Regions from separate parts of the Capra hircus genome. Here region 1 is linked to region 2. The links are chromatin contacts, called in public Hi-C maps. All regions are on one chromosome and are shown on one strand. The core of a region is the stretch at or near the end of the contact, and the rest is flanking DNA. Distances in the headings are between cores, read along the strand shown. Region 1 holds the start of OGFOD3 (2-oxoglutarate and iron-dependent oxygenase domain-containing protein 3). Region 2 holds the start of WDR45B (WD repeat domain phosphoinositide-interacting protein 3).

The links. A called contact is a pair of places that touch in the nucleus more often than the background predicts.
Region 1: a Hi-C map of blood shows a contact between it and region 2, with 2.0 times the contacts expected there. The contact joins the promoter of OGFOD3 here to the promoter of WDR45B in region 2. A contact is called at or near these places in 2 of 5 Hi-C or Micro-C datasets (both in blood).

Annotation. Positions count from the first base shown.
Region 1 is chr19:49,703,306-49,709,631 of ARS1.2, forward strand. OGFOD3 (2-oxoglutarate and iron-dependent oxygenase domain-containing protein 3) reads left to right here and starts at 2,668. Exons shown (of 9, transcript XM_018065401.1): 1 at 2,668-2,851; 2 at 5,179-5,396. The coding sequence starts at 2,778. HEXDC (hexosaminidase D) reads right to left here and starts at 2,265. Exons shown (of 14, transcript XM_018065400.1): 1 at 2,149-2,265; 2 at 1,806-1,855; 3 at 592-730. The coding sequence starts at 696.
Region 2 is chr19:49,556,872-49,563,169 of ARS1.2, forward strand. WDR45B (WD repeat domain phosphoinositide-interacting protein 3) reads left to right here and starts at 1,882. Exons shown (of 10, transcript XM_018065394.1): 1 at 1,882-2,367; 2 at 6,254-6,298. The coding sequence starts at 2,301. It also overlaps the pseudogene LOC102174974.

The DNA of each region.
Region 1 (6,326 bases), core at 1,418-3,917, 150 kb after region 2:
CTTGGGAGGATGAAGCCCAAAATCTAGGTGTCAGCAGGGCCGTGCTCCCTCCCAGGCTGTAAGGGGCAGCCTCCCTGTCTCTTCCGGATTCTGCGAGTTTCTGGCATCCTTAGCCCTCCTGGGCATGCAGATGCATTGACTGTAGTCTCTGCCTCTGTCCTCATGTCATCTTCCCTCTGTGTCTATTGTCCCCTCTCCTTATACAAACACCACTTATTGGATTAGAGCTCACCCTGTTCCCATATGACCTCATCTAATGTCAGAGACATCTGCAAAGACCCTATCTTTAAATCACAGGTCATATTAACAGGTCTGCTGGGTTAGGATTTAAATATATCTTTTTAGGAGACAAGATTTGGTTCACAACAGAGGTTGTGGGGTTTTGTCTTTTCTCTTTTTCTTTTTGCTATCCTGGTTGCTATCTGCTTTGTGAGGGGATATGGGGGAAATTAAAGATCTATGCTGCTGCCACCACGCCTCAACTCAGAACCCATGGTTGTGTTCCAAGAATGTGTCTACAGAACACTGTTCACAGCTTCATAACCAAACCTGAGGCAAAGTGATTCTCTAAAGAAGAAAGGGAGCTCTTACCTCCGAGAGGTAGCAGACCTTTGGCGGGGCTCCTTTCAGGTCCAGATGAACTAGTCGCATCTTAAATGGTGAGGAACCTGACATCTCACTATTTTTTGAGGTCATGTAACTAAAAAGTCTCTTTTCTGGGCACTTCTTCCTAGTGAAGAAATTAATGGTTACGTCCTTCCAATGTCTGTTTCAATCCTGCTGTGAACTAGGAGGAAACTCATTTCACCAACATGAAATGTATCAAGATGTCTGTCTCCACGTTCAAATACAAGGACCCTTGTCATACAGCACTGGTTTCCTTATAAGATGGCTATAATATACAATAATACAAATGACTGCAAAATAATTTCCTGTTTTAAAGACTGTCTTATCCTATATATACTATGCCAGTGAAAACAGGCAAATATCTCTTAAACATTTTTCAGGCCCCACAATATGATGCTTCTGTAGAAAACTGATCCTCAATTTTATTCTACTTTAAACAGTATTAAAAACAGTATTAAACAACAATTGAGTATTAAACTCAATTTTTAGAGTTTGAGTCAGCTTGGTTGCAGGGAGGGAGAAACTGTAAAAATTTATCCTAGGTCAGAGAAAACTGTCTAGGATTTAAAATAGGCCATTGATAATTTAAAAACAAGTAACTCACAAGTTTATCAGTGCTGACTAGTTTATGTTAAACTAGAGGAGGTATCTGGATGAAGCATAAAACACATAGAATTAGACAGGAAAAGGAAAGAAAATCTCTGTATATTGATCATATATTCAGCTCCACAATTCAAACTACTCATTCTGTGCAAGGATTCATAAATCCCTGACCTTAGGGACTTTATAATATAGCAGAGAAAATAACATTATGCACATAGAAATCAATCAGTTTGATTGAAAAAAATAAATTATATTCAAAACAATCTCAATGACAAAGTTCTTAAGGCAATTACCTAAATTGCTATCTGAGAAGTGGATGAGTTAAGAAAAAGCATTTTGAAAAACTGGAATGTTTCAAAGCCGAGTTGCTTTACATTTTGAAAAAATAATAAAAAAGAAAACTCTAACAACCCCCTCCCCCACTATAACCCAAATGTATTTTCCAGAGAATAGAGTTAAAAGAAAAATTTTTGAGCTGAGAAGTCTGTATTAGTCCTGGGTGTGCTTCCTTGTGTTTAGAGAGAAATCTTACTTTTCTATAGCCCTAACAGCAGGAATGAACACCAACATCTTACCTGATTCAGACACATTCAGAGTTGTTTACCAAAGTAAGTTGCTGCAAAATCTAAACGGAAAGGATACAGAGAAGTCAGTATTCCCTCTTGCAAGTGTGTAGTTCTTTGATTCCCTCCTGCAGGTCTATATATATATGATTATTTCCGACTTGGGCGAATTGTCACTATTGTTATCAGACAACCTGGTAGGTAGATCTGCAATTGTCCCAGTCTCTCGGGCTTCTAGGTAAGTTGCCAGGCAATGGCATCTGATTTCCCCAGTTTGGGGACTGTTGGGCAGATCACTTTTCTTATTCAATGAGTCCAGATTTTTTTCCCCCCTCTGTATCAATGAATTACTCACCTTCATCAGACTTAATCCTTATGAATGAATCTCACTGCTAATTCCACTCATTCAGAATCTTAGGTATCTTGACAGAACTGGTTAAGATCTTACTTCTTGCCCACTGGACGGGAAATTGAATGTTGTAAACTAAACAGCAGGCCTCACAGATACAAAGCACCAACAGGACCCAGGGCCCTCAGGTGTGGCATGGGCCCAGCGAGAGGAGCGTTGGAAATCCCACAGGAGAGGGTGCGGAGACCCTGGGAGGAGGGCTTGGACACCGCGGGGAGAAGGCTTCCAGACTCTAGGAGGAGTTGGAGACCCCGGTAGAGCACGCACGGCGGGGCAAGGACACGCTTCAGTAGAAGGTTCGGAGGCTTGTCAGGTTCCGCGGAGGTCAGGGGAGGCGGGGTACGGCCAAGGCAGGTGCGCCACGGGGAGCAAACCAGGTCGCGCTCGGGTCCCCGCCCTGCCCCGCTCGGCGCTCGACCTCCGATTGCTCAGGCCTGGTCACCAGCCCGGAGGTTGAAGGCTGAGGGTGTCGCTTCGCGTGCCCGGCTGCGCCGGCCTCGCGCTACCTCTCGCAGCGCTCGTCCCGGGCTTGTGGCGGCTCCCGCATTCGGCCTAGCTTCGCGGCAGCGTGGCTAATGGCACCTCAGCGGAGGGGTGCTCCCAAGGCCCCGGAGGGCAGCGGGGCGGCGGAGCGCCGGCGCCAGAGCAGGTACCAGCTAGCGCCGGGAGCGCGAGAACGGTGGTATGGGCGGGGCCTGGCCGAGGGGCGGGGCCTAACAGGGGCGTGGTGCGGTGTGGCTGTGGGCATGGCCCGGTCAGAAAAAGGTGGATCTGGTGCAGGCAGGGCCTTTCCCGGAAAGGCACTGCAGTGTGGGTGTGGCCTGGCCGCGAGGGGCCTGGTTTGTGGTTGGGCGAATCGGGCGCCTAGAGGGGCGTGGTCGTCTGGGGGGCGTAGCCGGCAGAATCCCGCCCGGGCGGCGCAGGAAGGGGTTGGGCGGGGTTGGGCGGAGCTGCCGGTAGGGAAACCCTTGACCTCCGCCGTAGTGTGTACCGAGGGCTTTGTACCGAGGGCTTTGTTCCGAGACTACGCACGGGGACTGGGACTCAGAGGTCCCCATCGTCTGGTCTCCGTGTGCTTGTCTCAGGGCTGTGCACGATATGGTCCTCCGTTGGGGGACCCGATGGATGAATAAATGATCTCATCAGGTAGCCTTCGAGGGGCAGGATAAATTACTTTCTCGTCGTGCTTGCCCCATGGGCCATGGACCTTGCTTCAAATCCACTTCTGTTTTGGCAAGATTCTCAGTGTGCATTTGGGCCAGCTTACCCTGAACAGGGGTGCTTATTTTGAGGATACCTCAGGGAAGTATTGCTTCCAAATCTGGCCCAGGAGGCTGTTTTTTCCCCTCTTGTCTCTACCTCCCTCTCCGTCCCTTTCTGTCTCAGCACCCCGGGGTGTCCCAGGCGAGGGTGTCAACAGCTTTGTGCCCACAGTAGGATTTCAGCCCCTGCTGCTGAGATGGGCTGGCAGTCTCCCTGCCCTATTGGGGAAGAGAAATTTTGGCCCCACTGGAGTTAGGGGCCCACCCTTGTCTAGTTAGAGGAGACCAGGTGGGCTAGAGGCTAGACAGCAGTTCTAGGGGTGAGGATGGGGGTCTTTGTGACCTGGGTATCTATGCTCCCTGTTTAAAATGAGCATGTATTCACCCAATATGGTCTGACTCAGCTGTGCCCACCTTGAGACTTATTTAATCGGAATTTGTGTGTTAGAAAGTAAAAGTGTGAAAGTGTTAGTCGCTCAGTCATCTCCGACTCTTTGCAACCCCATGTACTGTACCCTCCAGGCTTTTCTGTCCATGGAATTCACCAGGCAAGAACACTGGAGTGGGTAGCCATCCCTTCTCCAGGGGATCTTCCCAACCCAGGGATCAAACCCTGGTCTCCTCCATTGCAGGCGGATTCTTTACCCTCTGAGCCAGCAGGAAAGCCTGTGTGATTTTATATATATAGCAATTTGAAATGTGGAGGGATATATAAAAATAGAAGGCAAACTCCCTGCTTTTCAGGAATTAATCATATACTTGAAGACACGAGGTGCACCTCCTAGAAGAATGTCTGGATCGCTTTTCTTATTTCTGCCAGTCCTTCAAGCCCTACGCATTTTTCTCAAGAGTACACGACTGCTCAGTTACACATATGAGAAAACACATACACATGTACACAGACACACATGTGAGTGGGTATACACCATCCAGACACATAGATACACGTGTGCATGCACACACACACACACACACATGCCTGCAAATTCTGCATAGGCAGTGTGAATCCCGGTGGTACAGAAAGTGTCTTAGTGTTGAATCATTTCTGTTGTGCTTGCAATCCCTTCCTGGCTGGCTGGTGGTTTCAGTGAAATGAGTTTGGTTCATGTTTACCTTAGTTCACCCTGGTAGCTCAGCTGGTAAAGAATCCGCCTGCAATGTGGGAGACTTGCATTCGATCCCTGTGTTGGGAAAATCCCCTGGAGAAGGGAAAGGCTACTCGCTCCAGTATTGTGGCCTGGAGAATTCCATGGACTGTATAGTCCATGGGGTCGAAAGAGATGGACACGACTGAGCGACTTTCACTACCTTAGTTCACTTTGTGTGTGAGTGTGTACCCTAGGGCCAATGCATGGGGTTGTGTCAGTCATTTTTGGATGCAGGCAATGTGACTGATGTCACAGGCTCTGTCAGGATCTCCCAGATGGTTCTCCACGGACATGGCCAGGCTGGGAGGGACCGCGACTGGCAGTTCGTCTTGTCCTCAGGGGCATAGTCAGCCCTGTCTGGTCATATGGGGCGAGGGGCATATTCCCCACCATGTTCTCGTATGCTAGCAAGTGCCTCTGGGTTAATGGAGAGTAGCTCTGATGATGACCATTGTGGGAACCGTTTGAGGCTGTAACTAAGTGTGGGTGGGTCTCTGGTCATTGTGGTCTGCGTTTTCAGCACACGCAGCTGCCTTCGGGTGACCACAGCTGTTTTCTGTTCTCAGCACCAAGAGTGTCCGGGTGCCTCGGGATGTGCGCAAGAAGTGGTTGAGAGTCGCTGTCCTGGGGTCCTGCACTGCACTCGCCGCCTGCCTGTTCTGGGGCAGCCTGGGGGGTGATGAAGGCATCACTGAGGTCCTGGCTCACCGCAGTGAGATCCTGCCAGGCAGGTTCATCGAGGTGCCCTGCTCTGAGGATTATGACAGTCACCGAAGATTTGAAGGTACGCAGTGCCAAGGTGATTCAGGAAAGAGCAGCATGTTAACATGGAATTCAGTGTGTTCAAAATGCGTCTGTTTTTACTTTGATGAATTGGTGGGAATCGGTTTGAAAGTAGTGTGGGGTGGGGGAGGCGCAGGTGACCTTCCTCCCCACCGCCCCCCTCCCCCCCCCCGCCTCTACGTTGGTTAGCTCACACCTGTTCTGGAGAGTGTGAGTCTTTCAGGCCCCACCTGTGCAGGGGCAGGCCCAGGCTTCACTGCCCAGGCTATAGCCATTGTTTTACTGAGCTGCCCCCCACCTCAGTGTGGATTCCATGTGGTGGAAGAGGTGGTTTGCCTGGAAGGATGTAACAGAATTGGGAAGATATCAATGAGCAAGTTGAACAGAGAAAAGGCATTTTCTTTCAGTCTTAGGGGATTGTTACATCAGAAAATGTTGCAACAGGAAACGTGATACCAGAGTCCATTCCCCCATGGCGTTTGTCTCATCCTGGCACCTGCCTGCTCTGTGGAGGGCAGCAGTTTTAAAAGCCTAGCCAGAGTGACTGGGTCTTAGAGACAGAATTTAATTCATTTTTCTATTCAGAGCAATGCTTTGAACTTGAACCAAGAAAAAGATTACTGAGTCCTTCCACCAAGGGGCACTGTTGTGATATGCACAAGTTGGGTTAAAGTGAAGGGAGGTGTGTGGGCTCCTTGGCAGAAATGGACATGCCGAGGAACTGAGGTTCCCTTTCCCCTCGGAGGTCAGGAGTGGACAGGTTCTCTTGTGGGCATGCTTTCTCTGTCTTGGTGAGCTTTTTCCCTATAAAATCCCAGCTTTTGACAAAGTATATTTCTCCTGTGCTAAGTCGCTTCAGCTGTGTTCGACTGTTTGTGACCCTGTGGACTGTAGGCCCAGCAGGCTCCTCTGTCCATGGTATTCTCCAGGC
Region 2 (6,298 bases), core at 632-3,131:
ACTCCTGGACATGGAGAGCGATGATACCCGGGCTGTCAGGGTCAAGGAGCTGCTAGTTGACTGTAACAAACCCACTGAGCCTGCTGGACAAGATCTGGGGCATGCAGAAGCTGAGCACACCCCAGAAGTAAGGGTCGTCGACCTAGCTGAACGGTGGCTCCACAGGACAATCGCTGCCCCCTGACCTTGTAGGAACAGCAATACCAGCGGGCCCTGAGGCCAGGCCTGGTGCCACGAGCAGGGCTCCCTATGCCCCTGGCCCAGGGGCCTCTTCCTTGCCCCCTTAGTTTTCCATTTTGGGGGTTTTTATTATTATTAAACTGATGGGACTTTTTGTGTTTTTATGTTGACTGTAGCGTGGGCCCTTTAATAAAGCTAGGATATGCCTTTGGTGCAAAAAAAAAAAAAAAAGAGAGAAAGCTTCTGACAGAGACATCAGAAGGGGGCCGGAGAGTGCCCCCACCCACATCTTGCTGCTGCTGCTGCTGCTAAAGTCGCTTTAGTCACGTCGTACCCTGTGCAACCCCATAGACAGCAGCCCACCAGGCTCCGCCTCCCTGGGATTCTCAAGGCAAGAACACTGGTGTGGATTGCCATTTCCTTCTCCAACCCACGTCTTATCAAGGCCTTATATACTTTAACCAGACCCACTCCCACAACATACATCTTAAATTAACAAGATTAGAATTAACAATAGAAAGGTCTTACCAGACCCACTCCCACACATACTTCTTAAGATAACAAGATTAGTCAGAAGGTTCTTGTTAAGGAGAAACATGTCCTCGAGCAAGATACTTTGTTACACTGACTGATACAAAGCAGTATAGAAAAAAAAAAATGTTGTCCTTTTCTCCTCCTTGAGAGCCCCGGCCTGGGACCCCTTCCTCCTTCTCAAGGGCTCCAGACCACTTTCTCCTCCTCGGGGACCCCAGACTTATCAACCTGCCTAGGAATTGACTCTCTTGATGTTCATCCACGTGGACATAAGGGGCTCTGGTGTTCGCTTCTTGCCTCTCTGGTGTTGCGTATCTGTCCGTTGATGGGTAGATGGAGTGCAACTCTTTTCCACTGGTGGCTAAATTCCCTGGCCTTGCTCAGTACATTTTATCTTTTAAAAGACACTTTTAATAACCCCACAGTAGACAGACAACTCACTGGATGCCCAGCCCCTAGTGGAGACACACTTGGTCACAGGGACACTGACAGCATTCCAAAAGCATTCTGAGAAGTGTCTCTTCCTGGGGCCTACGCCGTTAAAACGTTAGAAGGTGTTTTTCCTCTTAACAAAGAGAAAGCTGGGTTTTAATACAGAACAGATTAGTGCCTGTTAGGGGGGTTTTGTGTCCTGGGGAGCCCTGTGTCCCTGTAGGAGGTTCTGCATGTCCTGAAGGGGGCTCTGTGCCTTGGGGGTTCTGTGTCAGCTGTGTGTCTGTGGGTAGCTCTGGGTCCTCGGTTGGGGGGCAGTCTGTGTCCCTGTGGCGGGGGTCTCTCTATGGGGAGGTGGAGGGTGGGGGTGGGAGAGTCTAGACACTTGACTCTTTACACTTGACTCTCGAACAACACAAGGGTTAGGGACACCCGCCTTTCACACAGTAAAGAAATCTGCGTCTAATTTATAGTCTTCCCTCTTATCCATGCTATCTACGGTTCTGCAGCTGAGGATCTAACCAACCAGGGTCGTGTACTCTTGAAAAAAACATCTGCGTGTTAACTGGCCCCGCATTGTTCAAGGAACATTTGCGCTTCCATTTCTTCACTTCCACCCATTTTGCTCTTTTCGCGAACATTTTACTAGCACACCTGTTAAAAACTCCACAAAGCATTGTTATTTATACTGAGATACTTATCCTTTTATCAATTAAAAATAAGAAAATCTCCTTCCTTAATTTACATGATTTCCGGGGGGGGCGGGCTTGAGTTAGTATGAGAGTCTGGGTCCTGCCTGCTCCTGAGGTTTGAGGGGCACGGCTGGGGTACCCAGTCAGGTGGTTCCCACCCTTAGCCCCGCGCTCCAGAGATCCGACCCCGCCTCTCAGGTCAGGCCCCGCCCCCAAGCCGAGTCGACCCTCCCTCTTCAGACGCGGCCCCGCCCCCCGGAGACGTGACGCTCTCGGCGTTCCCTGCCCCCCCCGGCAGGCCGTGGGTGGATTGCTCGGCGCTCCGCGGTTCCCTGGCTGCGCGCGCAGGCGGTGGGCCTTTCGCTTCCGGCCGCGGCAGCATCGGCGCTGGCCAGACCGATCCCGGCGGTCGACCTCCCGGAGCGGCATGCGGCGCTGAGGCGCGGTGGATCCCGCGGCACCATGAACCTCCTGCCCTGCAACCCACACGGCAACGGGCTGCTCTACGCCGGCTTCAACCAGGACCATGGTGAGGAGAGCCCGTCAGTGGCCCCGGCCCCCCCACCGCCGCCGTTTCCCCTCCTAGCGGGGTCCCGCCCTCAGCCCTGCGGCGGCGTTGTCACCGGCTTCAGGCCTCTTCCCCTACCCCTGGCGTTCTCTCCCCTGCCCCTGAAGCCGCCCTCCTCCCCCAGGCCGCCCCTTTCCCCCCTGCCCAGGCCGCTTCCCCGCCGCCCTGACCCCCCACCCCGATCCAGGTCGGACAGTGATGGGATTTTCCGGGGCGGCGTCGGTTCTTCTTGCGGGTTTAGGGTCCCCAGCGGCCGGGACGGGGTCGCATCGAGGTGAGAATGCCCCTGCAGGCCCAGGACCTCGTCCACGAAGGTCCTCACCTTTTCTGCTGATTGTCGTAGAATATGCCGCCGAACTCACACTTTTTTTCTTTTGTTGGGTGGCAACCGGACTGTTCAGCCCGGCTTTTCGGGAGATGGCCTTTTTCGCCTTTCTGAAATCCTGCGTGATGCCGGACTGCGCCCCACTCTAGCCCAGGGAGGGGGATCCGCGTCTGTTCTGAGGGTTCGCTTTGGAAGCGCGTTTGAAGAGGATCCAGAAGCAGGAACTGCAGGATCCATGTCTGTGGAGCCAGTTTGGGGTAGAGTTACGTAGGCCGGGCGGGGGTCGCCCAGCTGTGTCAGCGCGTGGGCGCGTGGGGTGCTGGCTCCAAGGTTCTGACTGTAGGGCCCCGGGACAGTGAAGTGTGTTCTGGGAACCGAGGCGAGGCCGCGATTTCCTACAGGGAGGAGCCGTTAAGGGCGGGAAGAGTTCTTGGAGGAGTGGAGTTGGACGAGGGGAAAAATGTGGGATGCGGGCGGCTGGGCTGGGGACCGCAAGGGTTGTAGGGTCCACTTTGGGGGCCAGAAGTTGGGCATCGGGCAGTGTGTGGCTGAACACTTTGGATTTTGATTTCCAGAGGAGGGCCAGTAGATTTCTGAAAAGGTTCTGATAGTTGAAAACTCATTAAGGAGTTAACCGTGGTGTAGCAACTTCTTAAGAAATGTGCTTTCAATGGAAAGAAATGACTGATTGATATTAAGGGCAGGGAGAGGCAGTCCTAAAAAACAAACCGGAAACACAAAGCTTACTGACTCCGTGGCCTTTAAATCCAAGATCTATACACACACGACTGAGCGACTAAGCACACATACCTGTCTTAGGGCCAGATGAGGAATCCTTGTAGTAGGTTTCGGTATAATAATTGAGGTTCACAATAAAGCTAATTATTTTAGAAACCAGTGAAGTTTATAATTTTCTATAAAGTGTTGCTGGAAAAAAAATGCATTTATACTTAACCTTTTGCTTACCCTTAGCTTAATTCCCTATAATTAAAATGTATGCCAGGTTATTGAGTTAGTTACATTTTGTTTTTCTGTTGACTTTTAATTTTTACTCAGCATTTTTAGCACTCTCATTGAAACTTTAGCTTTAGAAACCTTTGCTCATAACTTATAAATTGTTTGAACTTTTAACTTATCATCTCCCAAAGATAAGTTGTATTAGTTTCGAGATTCTGAAGTGTTGATATGTGTGCGTCTCTGTAATCCGGCTGCCGCTTTTCTTTCTCTTCCCGTGGGAAACAGAAGGTTTGAGTCGACACACTTCTGTAGACTAGCTTTAAGATAGCAAGGATGGGAAGGTTCATGCCAACTGTTGTGTGATAACCAACTAAAATCAGTTAATTTATTTCTTCCACCCTGCAAAATAGCAAGGATAACGCCTAGCCTTCTTAGAGAGTGGTTTCCAGTCTTGTGTTTGTAGGACCTTTTTTCTAGCTTTTTACTGAAGTGCATTACTCTTACAGAAAAGTGCATGTATCCTAAGTATTCAGCTTGGTGAATTTTCCAAACTGAACACACCTTCCGCAGCACCCAGGGTAAGAAACCAAATGCCTTGGCACGCCGTGCTCCTTCGGGCCACTCGCCCAGCCTAACTTCCAGCGACATGGACTAGTTTTGCCTGTCTCTGTACTGTATTTTGTTTCTGGCATTTTTATTCAGCATCGTGTTTGCAAGAGCTTTTTTCCCATACTGTTGAGTATAATTGAAGGTCCTCCTCATGGGTGCAGTATTTCTTTGTGTGACTGCATGACAGTTGGTTTGTCCATTCAACCTTTGGTAGGCATTTGGGTAGGTTCCCAGTTTGGGGCCATTTTGAGCATAGGGGTGCTGCTGTGACCATTCTATTACCAGTCTTTTAGTGAATGCATGTTATTTTTACAAGGCTTATATACCTAGGAGTAGAATTGACAGTAGCAGTCATGCAAACAGTTTCCTGGTTTGCCCTCCATTCCCATGCCTTGGCACACTCATTTTGGCCATTTTGGTGGATGTTTAGTAGATCTCATTGTGATGTATATGTGAGATTGTATTTGCATTTCCCTGATTCTGTAGGTTTTAATAAGCATTTGGATATTCTCTTGTGAAACGTCCAAATCTTTTGCTCATTTTTCTACTGGAAAATGAGCTCCTTTTTCTTATGGATTTATAGGGATTGTTTGTGTATTTAATACAAGTCTTGTCAGAAATATGTGTGTTCTAGTGAAGACAAGTAAGATCGGTGCAGGCTTGAAACTTGTGGAAGGTGTAATAGTTGAGAAACAAAGGAAAACTTTCAATTTTTGTATTATTTCCTTATTTTCCAGAAAGCCAAGTTCTGATTCTTCTGTCCAGATTACATGATTCCAGTAACACAAAGAGGGAGTTACAACCCAGAATAAGAGATAATAAGTAACATTGTACTTTCCAGTGAGTATCAGACTCCAGGCCCAGATAAAGTTCATTTCAGAGCCTGAGAGTTAATTACAGAACAGATTCCAGGTCCAACTCCTGGGAAAGCTGTTACGGTCCTTGTAGTTTTATGCCTAACTTGGACAAAAAAAACCAGAAGCATGCTTTTCACACTGCGGGGGTGGAGTGGTTGATAGAATAGAATAATGTCATCCCAATGCTGGAACACGGATCAAAGCCAGAAGAGACTCTGAGGGTGGCTTTGGCTCTCAGGTCAGTGCTGTGTCGTGGTGAGGGTCCAGCCACTGCAGCTTATCTTGGGAAAAGAACTGAAGGGTTTGGTGTTTCTCTTTCTGGTCACAAGCTTCATATGAGCCAGCAGTCGAACTTGGTGGTGTTGATGGAGATTAATGTGGTCTTGATCACACTTGGGCAAGTGAAGTCCAGATCACAGGGTCATCTTAAAACTTGAGTGCTTCCCTCACTTCCTCACAGCATCTTCAGTTGGACCATTAACAGTCTGGTATGTGCCCTGGGGATGGAGACTGAGATCGGTTTAGGGAGTTAGGATTAGTTCCGGGTGGGAGTGAGGTCATGGAGACCTCAAGCTGCCTTCTAGAAGACCCTCCATACGAGCCCTTCCACCTCTCTCCACCTGGATGTGTCCCTGCCTGCTGAGGTGGCCTGCTCTGTGGCTGTCCTTGCGGACTCTTGTTTGTCGTTGCCTCTCTAGGGCTTGGTGCCTGATACAGCCCTGGAGAGGTGTGTTGGGAACGGGGAGGCCAGTGGTGGGCATTAGAGGCTGGAGTTGAGGGACACGTGGGGTGGCAGAGTGGCTGGTTCGGTAGCTGCTGAGCCCCTCTTGCCCGAGTTAAGTGTTGGAGCAGAGAGCCTGGTCCATGGGATGCCAGAAGCGCCCTGCGGGGGCAAGTGGAGTAATGTGCAAACCCTTTGATAACAGTCCACGAGGAGAGTCATCATGACGCGTGCGGACTGCGTCCGTGTGGCCTGAGCATCCACAAGAGCTCCTCAGAGAGGCCGCTGTCTCTGGACCCCTTGCACGTGCCGCTCCAGGCCTGGGGTCTTCAGCTGAGACCCCAGTGAGGTGATTAATTTGTCTCTCTCACACTTTAGGATGCTTTGCGTGTGGGATGGAAAATGGATTCCGAGTCTATAACA